Regions from separate parts of the Sus scrofa genome. Here region 1 is linked to region 2. Evidence: chromatin contacts called from public Hi-C data. All regions are on one chromosome and are shown on one strand. The core of a region is the stretch at or near the end of the contact, and the rest is flanking DNA. Distances in the headings are between cores, read along the strand shown. Region 1 has its middle 620 kb from the start of TRNAE-UUC. Region 2 has its middle 300 kb from the start of TRNAE-UUC.

Region 1 (6,095 bases), core at 916-3,415, 330 kb before region 2:
CATGATATAAAGATTTTCATATTCATAAGGTTTCATTTTTCTATGATAAATACTCAGGAGTGTTACTGTTGGGCTGTAGGTTATGGCTATGCTCAACTTTTTATAAAACTGCCAAATTGTTTTTCCAGAGAGGCTATGCCGTTTTACATCCCTAGCAGAAACATATGAAAGGTCCAGTGCAGACACAATTGCAGATGGGTGGTATTTTAAGAAATGTAAAATATAAAATCATTTCTTCTCTGACTTCTTGAGCAAAGGAAAGTTGGTCATAAAATACATCTGGGGAAAATTGCTCAACTGAATGCTAATATTGAGAAAGAAGAAAGCATATGATTCATTCTTATGCAAAATTTTGTTTCCTTCAATGATCGAGTGGCTAAATTGACAAGAGATGTGGCTGCTTGGAAATTTATGCATTACTTTCTGTATTAATCAGACCATATTCTTATTTCTGTTCAAAACAGACAACTGATATTATTGTGTAAATTCACCCTAAATAAACCAAAGTTTTTAATGTCTCTAGAGATTCTTGTGAATATGGTCATTCATTAGCAATAGGAAGGCAGGGAGGCTCAATCTGGGTGGAAGAAGCATTAGCAAGATTTGGAATGTCACAAAATCACAGCAGGCAATTAGGAGTTGCTTTAAAACAGCTCCAATTTAAAGAACCCAAGTGTAGCACATCTTGTGTTATCTTCACAGTGAATGAAGACAATCCCTGGGAACATCTTCCTGGCAGCAATTGTCTGCTGTATTCATTTTCAAGGGAGCCATCTTAAGGTCTGAAACTAATTTACTTCTAAATCAATGACAAAAACAAACCAACAAACATTTTAATGTAATTTTCATTTATTCTACCTAATTACCAAACCACAGACAAAAAGAACTAAGGAAGAATAAGGTATCCAACCAAATAACATTAAACTGGTCAATATTATTCTTTACAGTTTAGCATCATTTGATAGTTAATGGAATCAGAGAATGTAATTATTTATTTTTGTGTGTACTTTAAATACTTTAAGCAAAGGAGATCATCATTTTATGGGAACCATTCATTTCCAAAGTTCTTCTTTATTGCTCTCTGTATTTTCCTAAATTTACCTTGTTCTGCCAGCTAAAAGCAAAATGAATAGAAAATGAAAGTACTTTTCCTCAAAATAAACAACTGTTTATACCTGTAGATTTTCTCCTCTAGAATAATAATAGACACTTTGAGAATCATTGTAAAATACAGCAAGCTTAAAATAGCAAATAAGAAGTAGAGGGAAAAAAAGAAGAAAATGTCACATGGCCTCACTGATCATAGAGGTAAGGCTTGAATGGAGATGAGCCAGCCCCAGTGACTAGTCAGGCCTTGATCTGCTTTTCCTTCAGGTGAGAATAAGGCTGGTTATTTGCCATCCACTCCTCTGTCTCTTGTGTCCTAATTCATTATTTTTTATTTTGCATTTAAACATTTCTTGTGCCATCATATGTTACCCATAATTTATTCAAGGTTTTTTTTTTTTTCTTTACATTTTGGGAAAATTGGAAGCAAAAAGTTTCAACACAAAGTAATAAGCTTCTTTGATACACTGTTGATAGCAATAATCACCACAACAAACTCAAACAAGGAAGGAGACATTTTTTTCCTATAATTACAGACACCAATAATGTTTCCCTTTATGTTGTGTACCTTCAAGGTAATCAACAGAAATAAAACAAATGAATTATTTTCATCGATTTATACTTCCCAAGGCAAAATTAGTATTATATCTCAACTGTGATAAATTATCAGTTTAAAACCACATATAGATAGTATTATGCACTATGGTGCCTTTCTATGAGGATTAGAAATGATTTTATTAGGCTTCAAGTCCCCTTCAAGGAGATTAAACGCAAGTCCTTAGGCTAAAACAAGAATTACCCTTATCATCACCCCACTGGTCTCATTGTAATGCCCCCTCCCCCACCTTACTAGGAAAGGTATGTGGCCCACTCCTCACCCTTCCTCTAAGAGGCAGTAAGAACACACACAGGCACAATATCGGGGGACTCTCCAGGAAACTTCCCTGTGACCTTTCCCACATGCTAATAAGGTATCCTGCCTGAGACCAATCAGAAGATCAAATATGCCCCATACAGAGACCAATCAACATTCAGCCTTTAGCCACTCAGGTATGCAGCTTGGGGATATAAGGAAAACCCAACTGTAAGATGGGGCCAGTCCCTACTCACAGGGTGGCCCACTCTCCCTAAGATTGTTCCTTCTCTTTAGTAAACTTGCTGTAAGGTACCTACCCTTTCAATTCTTTGCTGTGGTAGGCAAGAATGGAAGCAAACAATGCAGCCCTAACAATTTGATGATATAAATTTATACCGAAGTACTTCAGCAGCAAACATGATAAAAAATATACCTTTCATTCCTACGCTACCCACCAGAAATTAGATAAAAGAACATTGAAAAGCATGCATTTTAGTGCAAGTTGTTTATCAGATCCACTCTGTGAACACTGAAAGCCCAAGGTAAGTGTGTTTGACTGCTTACTATATCCATACTGTAAAACACTTAAGATCAAACTCGGGATTGGGTGAGTGAGACACAATTACTGGTGTAAGCAGTTTAAATATAGTTCTTGCTGAGAACACCTTCAAGATAACTGTTCAGACCCATTCATTTTGCCAAGTGGAGGCAATAATTGGTAACTGTCGGTACTCCCGACAAACACCAGCCTCCTCCAAGAATAACCCAGCATGATTAGCTCTCAGCAATTGGCTGCACTTTTGCTGACTTCTGGTGAGTGGTTTTTCACACACAGTCACAGATAAACCCACTGTAACTGAACATAGCTGATGACTCATTTCATGGCTTTCTGCTTGTCTCCTTCAAAGCTGTATGTTGTTTCTGTTTTAGAAAGAACAAGCATCTATTTTTAACAAGAGGGTGAGTTTACTACATTATTATTCAGAAAAGGACCGTGCGGGCATTTTATAATCTTATGCTGTGACATACAGAACATTCCTGGGTTTTGTTCCATAAATACAGCAAAGTTTTACTTAAAGGGGCAATGTCAAAGTGACCTTCAAATCTATCTTTAGACTTTTGTTGAGTGTGTTGCTAGAGTAAATGCAGAATTCAAATTGAGTTTCTCTGCAAAATGTATCTTGGAAGGAGACATTTCTAGAGATTATAGATGTTTCAAAAGCAATTTAATGCTGGGTACACTTGGGGTGCTGTCTGATTCATGAATAATGAGGACACTTACATGTTCACTTGATATATGGTATTGAAAAAGAACTCAATGAATATTTCTTATGTAAAAAGTATCAGCTGGCCTGGTTATGTATGGGGGACTTATAAGGGTTCGGAGTTTGCAGTAAGGTAAAATTGAGGCTAATTTTCTCTTAAAAGAAATACATTATTTTGCATTAGAACTTTTAAACAAACATATGGCAATGTTGAAAATTAACTATTCATAAAATGTTTTTAATAAAATATTATCCTTTAGTGGGATCTTGTAGAAACAAGATTTCCTGATTCATATTTTACCAAACAACAGAGTTTTTTTTTATTCAATGGCCACATATCTAATTCCCTACAAATGGTTAGGAAATCAGAATAAGACAGTATAAGTTTACCATGAGGCAAGTAACGACCAAACCATTCCAACATTTTCCTCTTATCCTATAATCAAAATCAGGGATTTTATTAACTGTTAAAGAATATAAGATCAGTTTTAGTCTTATTCTAAGTGAGTGAGTGTGTGTGTGTGTGTGTGTTGTGTGTGTGTGTGTGCCCGCACACACCCAAGTTTGAGTGCATTCATTTTGTTGTTTCCTTTTGTGGCCTCTTTGATCCGTATCAAAGATATCTTCCTTCGCTGCACTTTTTTTTTTTTTCTGCTTTAAGTATTTGAAGTTTATATTTGATTGTTTCTTTAATATTTCTGTAATTGGTTATTTGAAAATAGAAAAACAGACTGTAAGCATATTATATCATGTCTTCTGGTGCTGTTGTTAATTAAGAATTTATTTCTTTATGTGAAATCTTCAAAGGAAGTCTGGGCCACTGCTATAATAGCCACACATCCAGTTTCCATTCAGATGGAATGACTCTAACACATGTTCTCCTAGTCTGATTTCTTGGCTTTTAAAAGTTTATAATGCAAATAAAACCTTCCCTTCAAAAATGTAACTATTTCAATGATGACAAAACTATTCTGGAGTTCCCATCGTGGCACAGTGGTTAACGAATCCGACTAGGAACCATGAGGTTGCAGGTTCGGTCCCTGCCCTTGCTCAGTGGGTTAACGATCCAGCGTTGCTGTGAGCTGTGGTGTAGGTTGCAGATGCAGCTCGGATCCCGCGTTGCTGTGGCTCTGGCATAGGCCAGTGGCTACAGCTCCAATTCGACCCCTAGCCTGGGAACCTCCATATGCCGCAGGAGCAGCCCAAGAAATAGCAAAAAGACAAAAAAAAAAAAAAAAAACTATTCTATTTAAATTGCAATTCTCCTGTCAGTGCTCTTCATTTTCCTTTTAGCTCTATTTTTCCCCACTACTTATTCCTCCACAAATATTTCAAAATTTAGGTATATGGTCTATTTCCCCTCATGAGACTATAAGCTTTATGAAGGTAAGAACTTTTGCCTGCTTTCTTTATTGCAATACACACAGGAAGTTCCCATTGTGGCTCAGCAGTAACGAGCCCAACTAGTATCCATGAGGATGCGGATTTGATGCTTGGCCTTACTCAGGGGGTTAAGAATCCAGTATTGCCGTGAGCTGTGGTATAGGTCACATACACAGCTCAGATTTGGCATTGCTGTGGCTGGCAACTGCAGCTCCAATTCGACCCCTAGCCTGGAAACTTCTGCATGTGTGGCCCTATAAAGCAAACATACATACATACATATATACATACATACATAAGTGAACTAACTCACATAATATCTAGGACAGTTCTGGAACAAAGAAGGTGGTTGGAAATATTTGCTGAATGAATAAAAGAACACCAACTAAAGTTCTGAAATGAAAAATAAATTTTTGGTCATGCCCACAGCATGAAAAAGTTCCTGGGCCAGGGACTGAACCCACACCACAGCAGTGACCTGAGCCACAGAACTGACATTGCCATATCTTTAACCTGCAGAGCCACTAGGGAACTCCAGAGATAAAAACTTTTATATACGAATGTTGGCAAATAAGTTCATATGTTATCCATGTTTTTGCCCTTTAATTATAAAACATTTCAAATAACATTAATTTTAGAGACACTGAATCTATATAGAATACTATGAAGTACACAGATTCATGACACTCTACTATTTCTGTCTGGGATAGTTTTCTTGTCAGGAAATTCATTGTCAGAAACTGCTCTTAAATGTACATAATATAAATTTGTTGTATTTTTTAAAATTCAAATTTCTTCTTAGATCTTTTAAAATCCTTAAAAATATTCACGGATCTCATGTATGTATTCTGAATGTGTATAAGTAATTGTGAGATAAGTTATTGCAGGGTATCGGAGAAGATAAGAATATTAAATAAAATAAGAAAAGAATTCAAGCTATGGAGAAATGATTAAAGATATTATGGATTAATATAAATTCTAAAGTATTTTTTTCCTTTAGAGAAAAATAAATTTAATCTTTAAAAAAAAGTGTTTGCTTATTGGATTCATTACATAAGAGGCAGAAGAAGCTTTGAGAGCCAGGCAATACAAAGTACATACATATAATTTATGTAATATGCAAACCAACCTAAACTGACACAAAGCTTAGCAGTTTGATTAGGTCCAGGGATAAACAGAGGAACAGAGAGGTGTGGTAAAATCTTTTGGGGATAATGTAATAGTTCTGCATCTTGATTTTAGTGGTATTGTCATGGGTTTCTATACCGGTCAAAATTCAAAAATTCATGTACTTTAAATGGATACAATTTATTGTACATAAATTATTCCTCTGCAAATTGATAAGCATAATTAAAGTCACTAAAGATCTTTCAGAAAAAGTAAAAGTTATGAGAACTCACTGCAAACATATCTACAATAAAGGACATACTAAAAATATTATTCAAGTATAAGACAAATAATCCCTATTGGAAATTTAGAGAAAT
Region 2 (5,376 bases), core at 1,227-3,726:
TCTAACTTACTGAATTTGCCTGTAGCCAAGTGAAGATAGAACAGGATTGTTTTGTTTTCCAAATATAAATACACTATCCCTGTTAGCAGTGATATTTGTAATGCCATTTGCAGCAAAATGGATGGAGCTAGAGACTCTCATACTAAGTGAGGTAAGTCAGAAAGAGAAAGACAAATACAATATGATATCACTCATATCTGGAATCTAATATATGGCACAAATGAACTTTTCCATAGAAAAGGAACTCATGGACTTGGACTTAGAGAACAGACTTATGCTTGATGGAGGGGTGGTCAGGGAAAAGAGAGTGGGATGGACTGGGAGTCTGGGGTTAACAGATGCAAACTATTGCATTTGGAGTGGATAAGCAATGAGATCCTGCTGTATAGCACAGGGAACTGTATCTAGTGACTTGTGATGGTACATTATGGAGGATAATATGAGAAAAAGAATATATATATATATGACCAGGTCACTTTTCTGTGCAGTAGAAATTGACAGAACACTGTACGTCAACTCTAATGGAAAAAATAAAAATCATAAAAAAATTTAAAAAGAGAGATTTGGATGCATGTATGATCTTTCCTTAAAATCCAAAGACATTTTTCTTGCTAACTTTAATCACTTTTATGCATTAACATTTGGAATATCAACCTAGTGTTAAAGTAGTTTAATGCTGTGATCTATTTATTTTGTTTCTGTTTCACTTGACCTCCAAAACAATCTATGCCTTTAGAAATCAAAATAGTGGCTACTTTGGAGGGCTGAGTGGTGCATGTGAGAGGTCCAAGCGGCATCTCTTTGCAGGTACTAATGCATTTCTTGATCTGTGACTGGAAACACAGAGGTACTCAGATTGAAAGCATTCATCACTCTGTGCTGTTATGTTCTGTTCACTTCCTGGTACATATATTTTACTTCACTAATAATTTTATTCAAAAAGTAGCTAGTCTTTTTTGCAGCTATTTCTAAAACAAAAGTTAGAATAGAACAGAGAATTAGACTTCTTATTCATATTAGATGATTCTGGGATATTTTAATAATACAAAAGGAATAAGACTGATAAAAATAAAGTGATATGGACAATACAATATTAAATGTCAACTGAACTGCTGCATTATCCTCTTTTTAATTTTTAAAAAGGCTAAGGCTGGCATGAAAATAACCAGTGCTTGAGAATAACTTTATAATTTATGAACTTTGCAACATTACTGAGTTGCATTTGCAACTCTTTTAAGGAAGATTTATCAATCAATAATGTGTATTATATGCAATTATTATATAGTCATATATACATTATTACAATTAGATATAATACATTTTATAATATGTAATGTAAAAGTTAGACACATAATAATTATATAAAATATTTTAAATAGGATAATCTACCTTATTATTACTTGTCAACAAAGCTAAATTCTTTCAATATTGACAGGACATTCTTATATTAATTACCATTTAATATAATTTATTAATTAATTCAGTCTATTTATGTAAATACCTTAAGACCCCATATTCAAAATACTTAAAAATATTAAGCCAATGTTTTTAAAAATACTGAATTGGCTTGGTAATAAATATATCTTTTTTAGGTTTAGGATGTGATAAAGTGAAAATGCATAAAAGTTAGACAATTTGTTTGAGCTCAGTATGATAAAAGAAAATCCCAAACATCTCCCATCCTATCATGATTTATGCTCATTGATCAGCAATATTAACATCGCAAAAGTTGAACCAACTTTTCCCTGAAGAACTCCAAGACAAACATCAGGAAGTACCACATGCTGAAATATATATGTATATATACACTCTTTGTTCCTGCCATTAATTTCTTTCTCGCCTAAAATATACCTTTCACTCTTTTTCTCCCAAATTGAAGCCCTACAATTTCCCTGTACACCAAAAATTCTCTCTGTGTTAGAGCTTTACATAGCAACTCACTCAGCAGATGGACATCACAGCACATGTTGCTTACTGCCATGTTAACAGGTCCTTGCAGGAGAGCAAATGAAAAGATATAATAATGCAAGTCAAGAGGGATTCTGGGCAAATGTCTAGATTGTTCAGTTACAGATCTGGGCCCAGTGGAATTATCAGCCCTGAAAACCAGATGCCTGACATCTTTGCTGTGTCAGTCCATGCATCTGCAGCAGCTCTAAGCCTCCCCTCTGTGTTAGACAAGCAGGTTTCACAGCAGCAGCCACTGCAGTGCATGTCTGCCAAGCCTCTCCTGGGTCTATACACCAAACTGCTAGAAAACAGGACTCGACTGGAATTAGAAACTTGAATTTTCTATCCAAAGAAATAAACAGTACACAGCCTAAAAGGTTTTTTCTTCTCCATTAAACATACAGAGGAAATTTTGCTGCTGGAGCATTGCTCAATCCCCCACCATCTCAACGAGTTCATACTGTGTAAATATTGTGATCTTAATAAATAAATACTGAAGCACAGCTGGCGCCGGCAAGATATCGCTGTTAGGTTGCCGTGGCCCTGTTATCACCAGTGGGTGTTGCTAATTATTCTCAGAACTGAGGCTCTGGCATAGGAGGGGAAAGGAATGGAGAGGAAAGTCAACAGAGGTTGAAACAAAAATAAAACATTGTTTGTTTCGGTCCATAGCAAGGGCATTCCACCCTTGTGAAAACCAGAGATACATATAGCTTAGGTATGTGAGTTGCTTTTCTCCGTAAAAATGATTTAACAACACTATTTATTTCAGTCCTTGATTGCATTCCAGCTGATTAAAATTCACACCACTCGTTTGTAAGGGCAAGAGGAGGTAATTGGGGTGTTCAAAGGACAGCACTGTGAACCTGAATATCTTAAATGAATGAGTTTACCAACAGAAAAGATTTCTTTTTTCTTCTTCCCTTGTATTCTGGCAGGTGTGTTAACGACCTAGCTCTGCACATTGCACACAAAAGAGGTTCATTGTGCGTAACTGTCTTGACTTGAGAAAGCAGCTGCTTTTTAGATATGTTGTCAAGCAGGAAAGGAGCTGCATATGAATAGCTACCTTCTTTTTTGAAAATGCCAAGGTTAATTTTTAATTGCTGGCAGCAGAATAGCCCCTATGACCACAGCATTCCATGCAGGTAGAGTTTGTGCTGGCTCATCAAATTACTGCTGCCTCTCGAGTCATGTTTTGTTTTCTGACTCTGAGCCCAATGGATAAGCAGAGAGTACTGTTAAAGAGCTGCTGGCATCATGTTGTGCTATTACAGTAAAGAAGCTACTCTCAGTTACTACTGTCAGCATTTCATCGGACAACAGGGAGGTGTGACTTCAGAAAATACTAATTACCATACTTAAAAGTCAGATACTTCCTCCTAGTTCTCCTTCCTTTGCTGCTTCTCTCCTGGTCTACCTTGGCAACCCTTCTTAATCAACCCTTAACATGCCATTTTTCACTCCCATTGTTAAGTGGATTTAGATTCTAAGAGATGATTTGGAGCCAGCTGTTCCTATGCTTCTTACAGGGACATCTCTGTCCACTAAAATCTATTACTGGGTCTGAGACTGTTGGTAATCCCCTGCTGCTTTATTCAAAAATGACTCAACAGGAGGCAGTATATTCCGGGGTTTTTCTAGCCTAGGGAAGAAAAACATTCAACACTTGCTGAAACTATAGGGAAATTTCTGTCAGGCAGAGTATGTTTAGAAGAAACTCTTTGTTTTTTCATAGTTTTTATTCTTGCCAGGATTATTCAACCAAAGCCATTCTTCCTGTTATTCTGTGTCCCAAATAAATTTATAAAGCAAATAATAAAGCCATTAATGCCTGAAACAGATTGCATTTGTTTTGACTATTCCTATCTGAATGTTGTTTCTATAGTTGCTTGCTTGAGTCACTTTATTAGTAAAGTGATGTTCACTTCAATTAAACAGAGAACAAAATTAGCATCTTGCCTAGTTCTCAGTCATAACAAACATTGATGCCAGGGGCACAATTCAAAACGGCAATTATTTGCTAGTGGGATGTGCGCAAATATTGGGCACTGCATAACTTCTCAAGGTTGGGATAGCACCAGTCTCATTTCCTGCAGTACTTGCTTTCTATAATAGCAAACCATCCAAATCCATCTTTGTGAAGATATGATATCATCAAAATGAACATAGCAAATCTAATGTCCTACCAGTTGTTAGGATGTGTCTGTGTTTTCCCTGAACATTTAAATTATCACGTGGCATACTTTGAAGTTCTTTGTGTAGGTTAGGAACCATGGGTTTAGAGGTTAGGTTTTGCTTAATGCATTGACTTTGATCAGTATCAACGGTCCCTATTATGTGCTTCAAAAAATTTTAATATGAAAATAAGGAGTATACTCTCTCAACTTAGTTTTTAATGGATTTTTGATGTCCCACTAAATCTAGTAGATCTTTTTCCATGTTTTCCTTAGATTAAGTCATGTATACTACAGTCAGTATCCTCTATTTATTACCTTTGGTCTTGATAAACAGCAATAGACTTACCCACAGCACTACATACAGTGAACTGAGGTATGTTCTCATTGATGAGATATGAAACTGAGTTTCATTATTATCCAAATTAAAGATATAATAAAATTCTTTAATAATTTGAAGACTGGCATACCATACTCTCAACTAATTTTAACAAATCAAGACCTATAGGTCTGTGGCATTATTTCTTTCCTGTTTGCTTCTCTGAGGTTAGAAGCTGTATTAGGCAAGTGTATCACCTGACTATCTCTGGGGGATTCCTGGCATCACTGTTAGGAGACAGGGCTGCGGACTGGGATCATTTTAGAATTGTCATGAGTGAAGTGTGTTAGCTATCAAATACTATACTTCTGAGACATGGAGAAGATCCCTTGGGCCTCTAATGTGTTTGGAATAGTTCATTAGCAAACATTATTCTCAGGTAAATTCACACAGAAGTTTCCTCTTCCTAACTCACAGTTGTTGGAGAAAACAGAGCTGACATTTATTCTCACTCACCTGGGAATAACTAGTATTTGCCTTTTCAAAGAGCTTTCTAATGATGCAATTTATGTAGTGCTCAATTGTGAAATTTTTGACCCCATATCTGGAGTTATCCTACCTCTCAGAATACCACATCCCTGACCAACATGTAAGCATGACAAATGCATTATAGCAGCATCTTTTAGTGAAGAGTGACAGTAATGACAAGAGAGGGTAGCATGATAGACTGTGGATTCAGAGAAGGTTGAGTTTTTACATAGGTCCACTACTTATAGATGTATTACATTAAGCAGTTACTCTAATTCCCTAAGCTTCAACTTTTCACATATAAGATGAGAACAAAAATAACTCATATGGTAATTGTGGAAATGAAAATCATTATTGCATATAGAAAGCATATAAAGTCCTGCGTCTAGCATGCAGTGTATG

Evidence for each region. A called contact is a pair of places that touch in the nucleus more often than the background predicts.
Region 1: a contact with region 2 is called in a Hi-C map of fetal heart ventricle, with 2.3 times the contacts expected there. The contact joins two enhancer-like sites. A contact is called at or near these places in 2 of 47 Hi-C or Micro-C datasets (fetal heart ventricle and heart right ventricle).

The regions. Positions count from the first base shown.
Region 1 is chr1:23,994,906-24,001,000 of Sscrofa11.1, reverse strand. No RefSeq gene overlaps it. Among named protein-coding and RNA genes, the nearest start is that of TRNAE-UUC, 620 kb to the right of the region's middle. Within about 2 kb of position 2,165, at least 14 of the 83 cell types and tissues checked have an H3K27ac peak or open chromatin away from gene starts, as enhancers often do.
Region 2 is chr1:23,669,856-23,675,231 of Sscrofa11.1, reverse strand. No RefSeq gene overlaps it. Among named protein-coding and RNA genes, the nearest start is that of TRNAE-UUC, 300 kb to the right of the region's middle. Within about 2 kb of position 2,476, at least 21 of the 83 cell types and tissues checked have an H3K27ac peak or open chromatin away from gene starts, as enhancers often do.